Regions from separate parts of the Mus musculus genome. Here regions 1 and 3 are each linked to region 2. A link is a contact called in public HiCAR-type and promoter capture Hi-C data. All regions are on one chromosome and are shown on one strand. The core of a region is the stretch at or near the end of the contact, and the rest is flanking DNA. Distances in the headings are between cores, read along the strand shown. Region 1 holds the start of Rnaseh1 (ribonuclease H1). Region 2 has its middle 35 kb from the start of Gm15691. Region 3 overlaps Trappc12 (trafficking protein particle complex 12).

The links. Promoter capture Hi-C pulls out the DNA fragments that hold promoters and counts their contacts. HiCAR-type assays count read pairs that join an accessible place to other places.
Region 1: a contact with region 2 is called in a promoter capture Hi-C map of the 3T3-L1 cell line, with 7 times the contacts expected there. The contact joins the promoter of Rnaseh1 here to the enhancer-like site in region 2. A contact is called at or near these places in 5 of 39 promoter capture datasets (the 3T3-L1 cell line, 3T3-L1-derived adipocytes, cranial neural crest and 2 more), 1 of 484 Hi-C or Micro-C datasets (cortical neurons), 2 of 115 datasets of contacts at active chromatin or transcription factors (the NIH/3T3 cell line and epiblast stem cells) and 1 of 9 other capture datasets (adipose tissue).
Region 3: a HiCAR-type map of astrocytes shows a contact between it and region 2, with 2.8 times the contacts expected there. The contact joins two enhancer-like sites.

Annotation. Positions count from the first base shown.
Region 1 is chr12:28,648,336-28,651,437 of GRCm38.p6, reverse strand. It overlaps Rnaseh1 (ribonuclease H1), which reads right to left and starts at 1,836. Exons shown (of 8, transcript NM_011275.3): 1 at 1,622-1,836. The coding sequence starts at 1,749.
Region 2 is chr12:30,023,051-30,025,920 of GRCm38.p6, reverse strand. No RefSeq gene overlaps it. Among named protein-coding and RNA genes, the nearest start is that of Gm15691, 35 kb to the left of the region's middle. Within about 2 kb of position 1,395, at least 62 of the 459 cell types and tissues checked have an H3K27ac peak or open chromatin away from gene starts, as enhancers often do. A contact at or near this core is called in the NIH/3T3 cell line, adipose tissue and astrocytes, where this site is marked.
Region 3 is chr12:28,703,347-28,706,233 of GRCm38.p6, reverse strand. It overlaps Trappc12 (trafficking protein particle complex 12), which reads left to right. Exons shown (of 12, transcript NM_178811.5): 7 at 2,636-2,708. Among named protein-coding and RNA genes, the nearest start is that of Mir6937, 25 kb to the right of the region's middle. Within about 2 kb of position 1,568, at least 30 of the 459 cell types and tissues checked have an H3K27ac peak or open chromatin away from gene starts, as enhancers often do. A contact at or near this core is called in astrocytes, where this site is marked.

The DNA.
Region 1 (3,102 bases), core at 587-3,086, 1.4 Mb after region 2:
GAAACAAAGCCTGTCTGCTTTCACAGTCACCTCTCCTCAGTTCGAAGCCCTTAAAAGCACTGATTTGTTTTGCAATCTCTACTAGTTCCAGGATCCCATATAGTCGGAATCCCACACTGTAGATCATTTCAAATTGGCTTTTCCTTTTAGCAGGGTATAGTTAGTGCTTCTTCATACTATTTCATCTTTCATAACTCATTTCAAGTCTGCATAATATTCCATAACTTTACCAACTCACTGTCTACTGGAAACTTGGCTTCCAAGTTTTGTCAATTATGAATTAAATCTCCGTACATGATTAAGTGCAGCTTAATGTGAAGGCATAGCTTTCCCCATTTTTTTATTTCCTCAAGACAGAGTTTCTGTGTGTAGCCCTGGCTGTCCTGAAACTCCTTTTGTAGACCAGGCTGGCCTGGAATTCAGAGATGCACATGTCTCTGCCTCCCAGCCTCCTGAGTGCGGGGATTTAAAGGCTTGTGCCACTATGCCTGGCCCAGTGTCTTTTCTAGAGCAGGAGTTTTTAACTGAATGAAGTTTAACATACAAGGACTTTTCATGGATTATAGGTTTGGTGTTGTATGGTGAGTCAAAGGGATCTGCTGTCAATTCCTTGGGACAAAGGTCACACCTCAATTTGGTTTCATTTTACATGTTAAGACCTGACAGCCCATTCTGCTAAATGCCATCCAATCCAAATAGCATACTAATACCACAAGGTCTTCCACAACTCCAGCACATACTAAAATTTTGTTATCTTTAAGACTCAATCACAGAAAAAGGGTTGGCAGTGGATATATTTCTTCCTTAGTACTGTCTCAGCTGTGCCTAGGGAAACATCCAGGTCACAGGGACAACAAACCTTGATATTAGAAGTTAGCTGTCATATACTCCCAAACCTGGACTTAAGCCCCGATTCTGCCTCTCATTTGACCTGGGAACTGCCACAGTACCGGTGAAACTGAAAACTTCATCTTGCCTCCAAGGGCTGCGACATGGATCCAAAGGCAAAGACCAGCTTCTGGCTTGAGACTCTCCACCTCTCCCCCTCCCTCATCTCTTCCACAGCCCATGCTGGCCTCTAACTTGTAGTGATCCTCCTGCCTCCACCTCAACAGTGCTGGAATTACAAACATGTGACAACACATCTCACCACGATTTTCCTTCTTAAAAACAGTCGGGGATGAGGATGTAGCTCAGCTGCTGGCCTAGTATGCACAAGCCCTGGGTTCAAACACCTGCAGTACACAAATTGAGCATAACGGTGCCTATCTGAAATCCCTGCGTTTGGTTAGTGAAGGCAGAAAGACCAGAAGTTCAATTTGGCACATAATCGGCTCGAGAAAAGTCACCCAGTAGGTATGAAAAATGTTTAAAAGATGAAAACACGAGGAAGTTGGGCGTGGTGGCCCAAACCAATGAGCTCAGCAGTCTGGACTACATGAGGTCCTGTGTCAAAAAACAAAACACCCACACACAGGAACGATCAGAACGTGGGAAGCCTTGTGTAAATTCTGGCTGCGGTGACCATGTGTTCTCTTTGGGAGGATTTGACTACAACACGGAAGGGCTAAACGAGCTGTTAGGTGTTTAGAATAAAGGGCTCCGCCAGGCTCCGTCTCACCAACTCAGGAAGACTCCGGTCCTGCGGCCTCTCCTCACCGCATAGAACATCCCGAGCCCGCAAATGCCTCGCCTCAGGCGTACGACGGCCAGTGTCACTGTGCGGGACAGCGGCAGCAGCCAGCGCATCACTCACGCCAGCGCGGCAACCCACATTGCTGCCCGCGAGCCTCCCGCCGGCGAGCCGACACACTTCCGGCTCAGGAAGGTGACGTCGCGAGGCGCCCGTCGCGGAGAGGGGCGGGGCCGAGGATTGTGTCTTCGGTTTCTTAGACGTCGGTGGAGACGTTCGGCCTGGAGACAGAGGTGTTTCCCAGCTGCCGAGTGCCTAGTCCAATCCCAGCACAGCAAAACTGATTTGGAAGCGAGAGGAAGAGGGGAAAGAAGGAATGAGAGGATGATGGCCGAATGAGGGAATAGATGTGAAGACAATGAGCCCCTGTAAAACTACATCCCATATTCTAGGATGCCCAACTCTGCAGAATAGGGTTCCCCTCCCCTTTGCCAGCAATGAATGAGAAGATGTCATGAATACATAACAACACTCTGGCCATATAATTCTGGACTACATAGAATGAAGCAAGTCACTGTTGCAAACTGGGGAATCGTTTTTATAACCCAAAATCAACTAAAATTTTAAAATCTACTCCTTAGGGACTACCAAGGCGACTTTGAAAGTGAAGGCACTTGCCACCAAGCTTAACAACTCTCCCACAAGTTGTCCTCTGACCTTCGCACATATGCACCAATGATAATGCACGCACACACCAACACATAGATGCAATTTTAAAGTAATAAATGTATATTCCTTGAAGTCATGAGTATGAAAAGTTTTTCTAAATATAAAGAAAAAATAGGGAAGGGAAAATTTCCCTTTAATGGTTGTCTCTGATTGTTTGCCCTTCAGCCAGCTGTCGGTGTGGTTTGTAGAATGTAAAGCAACTCTACCCTTCTCTTTCCTTTAGAAATCAGTTGTTTATTTATGTATTACTTTAGTTCATGTGTATGAGTGTTTCGCTTGCATCTATGTTTGTGCCACAGACATACTTTCTGCCCACAGAGGTCAGGAAATGGCATTGGCTCCCCTGGGATTGGAACTCAAGCCTTTGCAAAAGCAGCCACTATTCTTAATGAGTGAGCCATCTCTCCAGCGCCACCAGAGTTTTTGTTTGTTTGTTTGTTTTTTAATATTTGAAGCCAGACATGGTGCCTCAAACCTATTATCCCAGTACTGTGTAGACTACAGCAAGAGGATTACTGCAAGTTCAAGGGCAGTCTTGGCTACACGATGAATCCTGGCACTGGAGATTGAAATTAGGGTCTCACATATATTGGGCATAGGCCCTGCCAGAACTTCCTCTCATCCCTTCTTTTTATTTCTATGTAGCAAGTATTAATGTCTATCAACTCAAATAAAACCTCAAAATACCAACAATATTCTAAAGTTTAAAAAAGGGGGTAAGAAAGAAAAAAAAAGAAAAA
Region 2 (2,870 bases), core at 146-2,645:
AATGACTTCCTGACGACCTTGCTGCCATTATGGAATGTCTCTTTTTGTCCCTGGCAATATTATTGCCATAAAATCTATTTTACCTGGCACAAAAACAAACACTCTAGTTGTCTATCCTCAGTGTTTACCTCACGTCATTGCTTATCCTTCCACAATCTCCCCCAGTGGACCTTGAAAGTGTGGCTCTGTGGAATGGGACATAGTTGAAAGCTCCTCCTTTTCCATTCACTAAGCTACTATTCTGTTGGTCACATCTATTAATTGGTGAATCTAGATCATTAACATATAATAGAACCACCACCAATTTAGCTGGATTGAAAAAGGCCATTTTATGAATTTATTGGTTCCTCTTCCCCCGTCTCTTATGACCAAGGGTGACCAAAGGAACTTTCTGTGAATGTACATACTGCTCCTTCCTAGCTTAGAGAGATTGAAATTGAGACTGAGACCCTCATATCCAGGCAGGTTGAACACTCACCATCTAACAGCTCATTACTTAGCTACTCTTATTATTTCATTACAAGACGTGTGTTAGCATTTTTATAACTGGGGGAGTTACTTTTCAACAGCTACTCTAGTGCTTACTATAGGATATGCAACCTCTCTGGGTCTGCTTTGAAGCAATAGGGTTCTATTCTGGATTCACAAAGAAGCTTTGCCACTGGACAGTGGGGATGGATTACTTTCCATATTCAACACAAATAGAGGTCCCTGGGAGGAGAAAAGCAGTGTTGGATACTTGCCGAAATACATATCATTCTACTTTGATTTCTACAACCCTGAAGGACAGAGTCTCCACCAGCAGTCTCTTCATGCGCTCAGAATGATCATCCACATTGTGGTTGTGCCCATTCCGGTAACGACCAAGTTACCATGCTGTCCTCTTGCTTTACCATCATCCTGGTGGACCTTTCTGCTGAGTGGAGAATTCTTGGTTATACTCCTTTGTCTTACCACTTTAAAATGTGTTGTTCTCTGGAGGAGTTCTAGGGAACCATCTAATCATTTGAATATCTAATATGTTTTTCTGCAGCTTGTTTTCAGAACTACAGTCTAAAGGATGACGTAAGGGCACTGGGTATTTTAATTAGCACGGGACTTTCATATTTTTAATCTAGTCCTCCCTATCCTGTGAGAGGAAAAGGCTTCCAGCTTCCACAGCCTCTCCACCTCACAGCTGAGGACAATGAAACCCAAGGAGACCAGGACTGTTTTGAGCTCTGGCTGAAAACACAGCCTAGAGTAAATAAAAATCACATGTTATGTTGTGAGAAAGGAGAGTGATGAAGAGCAACAGTGACTCACCCCAATAGCTGCACTGGTTGTACAAGACCTACACAAGGGAGCAGACAGTGATCCCCAAGAGATTCCTGGAAATGCCAAAGTGAAGAATAAAGGAGGCTGTGTTTCAAAAGCAACTGTGGCTGGAACAGCTCAACCGAGCTGGCCTAAGGATAGCAGTCTAGGCTCTATGACTGAGGTAGCCTTCTGCAGGCACAGACCATTCCTTTCTAGCTCACAGAGACTGGGCTGGGGACTGAGACCCTCGTACCCAGGGACATTGACTATTAATCACCCAGTAGCTCATTCCAAATGCAATTTGCCCAAAGAAAGTTTGGCTCTGTACCTCAAATGATTGTTTTAAAAGAAATTTGTCTTCAGTATATTCTCTTTGATTTTTGAGATTATAATTACATACTTTCTCCCTAATTTTTCCTCCTTTCAAACCTTCCCATATTGTGCTCTTTCAAATTCATGGTCTCTTTTTTATTGATTATTGTTACATGCATATATGAATATATATGAATACATAGATATTTCTAATTACAACCTGTCAGTCTGTAGAATGCCATTTTCATGTATGGTTTTCAGTGCTGACCATTTCATGTTGAATAACCAGTTGGTATGCTCTTCTGTAGGGAAGACTATTTTCCAACTCTAAGCATTCCTTAGTTGCCTGTAGTTTTTCAAGTCTCATGTTTTTTCTCCATTCTGTACACTTTTAAACGTCAATTTTTATGCCCATCTTATAACAAAGGTCATAGACCTCTGATAATATTATTGACCTCAGACAATTCTTTTAATAAGAGAAAACATTTTCTGAAACTTACGAAGTATAAAAGTATATTTTAATTACACTTAAGGGAATTGTAAACAAAATAAAGCAAAGCCCTTGTATGCCCCAATTACGGCTGACAGTGGTGGAATGGAATTTGAACTTTGACACAGTGTGCCAAGGATTTCAGCCAAGGATTTTACCATGCCTTTCAGCTGCGATTAGTGTTGCCTTGCTTCAGATTAAGAAACAGAAACAAGGAGGGAAGGAGAGGAGAAAGGAAGGAAGGAGGGAGTTTTTGTTCTAGTTGAAGTCTCCCATTGAATGTGATTTATAAACATTTTTATCCATTCTGTAGTGTGTCCTTTTTGTTTCTTATGTGATCTCAAAAGCAATTTTACTTTTTTTTTTTTTTTTTGAGACAGAGTTTTTCTATATAGCCTTGGCTGTCCTGGAACTTACTATGTAGACCAGGTTGGTCTTGAACTCACAGAGATCTTACTTTTTCTTCTATCCCAGTGCTGGGATTAAGAATGCACACTACCACACCTCACCCACAAATTTTTCTTAAGCCATATTTTTATCCTAAAATGTTACAGTCATATGTACTACACACAAATCTGTGGTGAGGTGATATCTATGAATCACCCTGAGGACCTATGTGCCCCCAGAATCCAGCAATACAACCCCAGCACTTCTCTCCCAAGATCCTCTGAGAAGCACGTGGTTATGTGTCTCTTTCTATGTTGGTCCAAGCACACCACCTCTGCCCTTTCTGTGTTTTCTTGTTCCTATCAAAAGGATCGCAAGGCTG
Region 3 (2,887 bases), core at 319-2,818, 1.3 Mb after region 2:
CAGTGTCCTACCTGAGAGCCATGACCTGGGTTTGCAGATTGCCTGCTTCTGTGGCACTGCCTGCCAGCACCTTTGGCTGAATCTCCCCCAAAGCTTCTCTGTGTCATCACCTGATTCTGGGTGTGGGGGGGCAGGGAAAGAGGGAGGTACAGCTTCTGGGTAAAGGAGCAACTGAGACGCTGTCTCATGCCCATGTCGGCATTGTGGGCACTGGCTACAGTGGACTCTTTATTTAAATTTGGTAGAGGTGAAAGAAGTCCTTTCATCTTCAGGTTTATCCAATAAAATACAGTAGAAGTGCCAGCCATCCTCCTGTAGACCTGCTTCAAGGCATTATCATTCTGCCACCTGTGCTTAATGGGGCCTCTGCCCTCAGAGCATATTCCAGAACCCCAGTACATTGTGCCTGCTGAGTGGGGCCTAGCTGATACTCGATCTCTGGCTCTTGTTTCCAGGACGAGATGGGCCTGTGGGTGGAGGGATACCATATTCACAAATTCAGCCTCTCCCTGCAGTATCTACATTCTCTAAAAGGGTCAGAACCCTGCGCTGGACATGCCCTTCTCACTGTGGTCACAACCTTGGGTGGCTGTCCTTCCCACTGGTGCTCAAGCCACTTAGTGGCCTGGGACACTGCAGACCCTGGAACTCTTCACATAGTCCTTACCCAACTCACAGGGGTTGAGAAAGGCTGTAAGTTGCTCGAGTCTCTTGTGCTGTGTGGACACACGCTATGTTAGTGACTGTTCTTAAAAGCGCTGCGACCCATGCCCAACACAGACCACTTTACGGTACAGAGGTTGTTTTGATTCATGATTTCAGATGGTTCAGGCTAGTCACTTGACCCCATGTACTTTGGCAGAGCATCACAGGAAGATTGTATGGCATGAGCAGTTCACTTGATAACATAAATAGCTAGGGAACCAAATGGTCCCAAGGACCTTTTCCTGGTACCTGCTTCCACCAGCTAAGCCTTACTTTGTGAGATTTCTAGAACCTCTCAGTAGTGCCACCAGCTTAGCACGTGGGCATTAAACAATGAGGGGGGATCATTTTACATCTAAGCCATAACACATATAGAAAGAAGAGGATTCCACAGAGTGTCACAAGGCCAGGAAAGCCCAGAGCAGGTAGTAGAGTCCTCAGTGGCTCTGCCTTTGCCACCCCATACACTGCAGTGGGGAGCCCCTCCTTGTTCCCGATTCTCTGCTGCTGCTCCTATGAAGTGCCCCACTTCTCCTTCAGAGCCAGAACATTAGGCAGATTCCACCCTCCCAGTGGGTGCTGGCTGAGCTCGCCAGGGCTCCATAGATACAGCTTCCCCCAGCCCTGAATGCCTAGTACAGAGATCGGACTGTTCTGAAATACATGGTGTGGTAGGCTTGGAGCACAGTTGTGCACATAGATCCTCCACGGCCCTGAGACCCAGAGAACTGTCGCCTTCCTGCCGTGTGTGGTTTCTGTCCTAAGTGTAAATGCCAGCCTTTGGTGTGTGGTTTCTGTCCTAAGTGTAAATGCCAGCCTTTGTCCTAGTTCCCTGAGCTCTCGGACTCGGTCCTGAATGCTGGTGCCCTCTGCTGTCCCTGATCCCTTCCCTTCCTTCCTGGCTCCGCGCACTCCAGCCTGCGGGGGTTAAGACTTCAGTCCCTTGTCGGTTTCTGCCTTCACGATTACTCATCAGAAGACAAATTAGCTGGGACATGCCATTTGACCTGGTTTGATCTGGCTCGTTTCTCTCAAAGGTCACAGTCTTTAACCCCGTGTCGGTCCCTTGAATCTCTCAGAGGTCACAGTCGTGAGCCCCACATGTTTCCCCGAGTCACATTCCACAGCTAATTGTTCTCTTGCTTATACAAAATAATGACTTTACAAAGGAGGGCGCCCACTGTGGCGTGGATGAGTGAAGAGAGGACAGTCAGTGGTGCCGTCCACTGCCTACCTGCCTCCTAGGGGTAGCCCCTGGGGTAATGTCACCCAGCAGGTGGGAGGAGGAAGGCTGGGTTTTCCACAGAGCAGACAGACTGCATGAAGACCTTTTCCATGAACATTATGCCTGTTTTCCTCCTACACATAGTCTTTACTCTTAACATATATTCACACCCTGCCCTTCAAAGTAATAATAAAATACTAAATCTTTTCCCTGTGTCACAGGGACCATAGAAGCTTTTCTTTCAGGGAAAACCCAAATACAGATGAAACAATGGAAAGGTTTTAACCAAACAATCAAAACTATGCAAAGTACCAGCTTTACAAAATGGACCCAGTGCTGAAGAAAAGGCTGGAGGCTCACTGGCACCCCGGAGAAAGGCGGGGCTGATGCTCCCACAGCACTTGATCACTCTTGTGTACAGCTTTTCATGAAAAGAAAAACTGAACGCCCACAGTGTTCAGTGTCTGAGAAGGCTCTATGAGTCTCATAAGCCTAAATTCTACCTTCCACCAGAGAGTAGGGCCTGCTCTTCTCGTTACCTCCTGGTAACTGGTAGACATCACAATGTAAAAGACGCATCTCTTGTGAACATTCCTTGCCTGATTGGTTTTCACCAAGAGAAATTTGCTGTGTCTGAAATATATGAGGACAGTGTAGCCACAAATCCACTTACAGTTTTGTTGTCCTTGTTTGAAATGACTGCAGATCTTGGCCAACTTGGAGCAAGGCTTAGCTGAAGATGGTGGTCTGAGCAGCGTCACCCAGGAAAGCAGGCAAGGTGAGCATTGCCCTTCTGTTGGCTGAACACCACTCGCTCGGATATGCAAGGCTCAACAGTATAGTTGGTCCCCACTCTTACCCAACAGTGGATGTCCCCTTCACCCATTTCCCCTGTAGCATCTACTCTGGATAGGTGAGAGGAAGGACGTGGGCTTTTACCCAGTAATGAGAAGTACA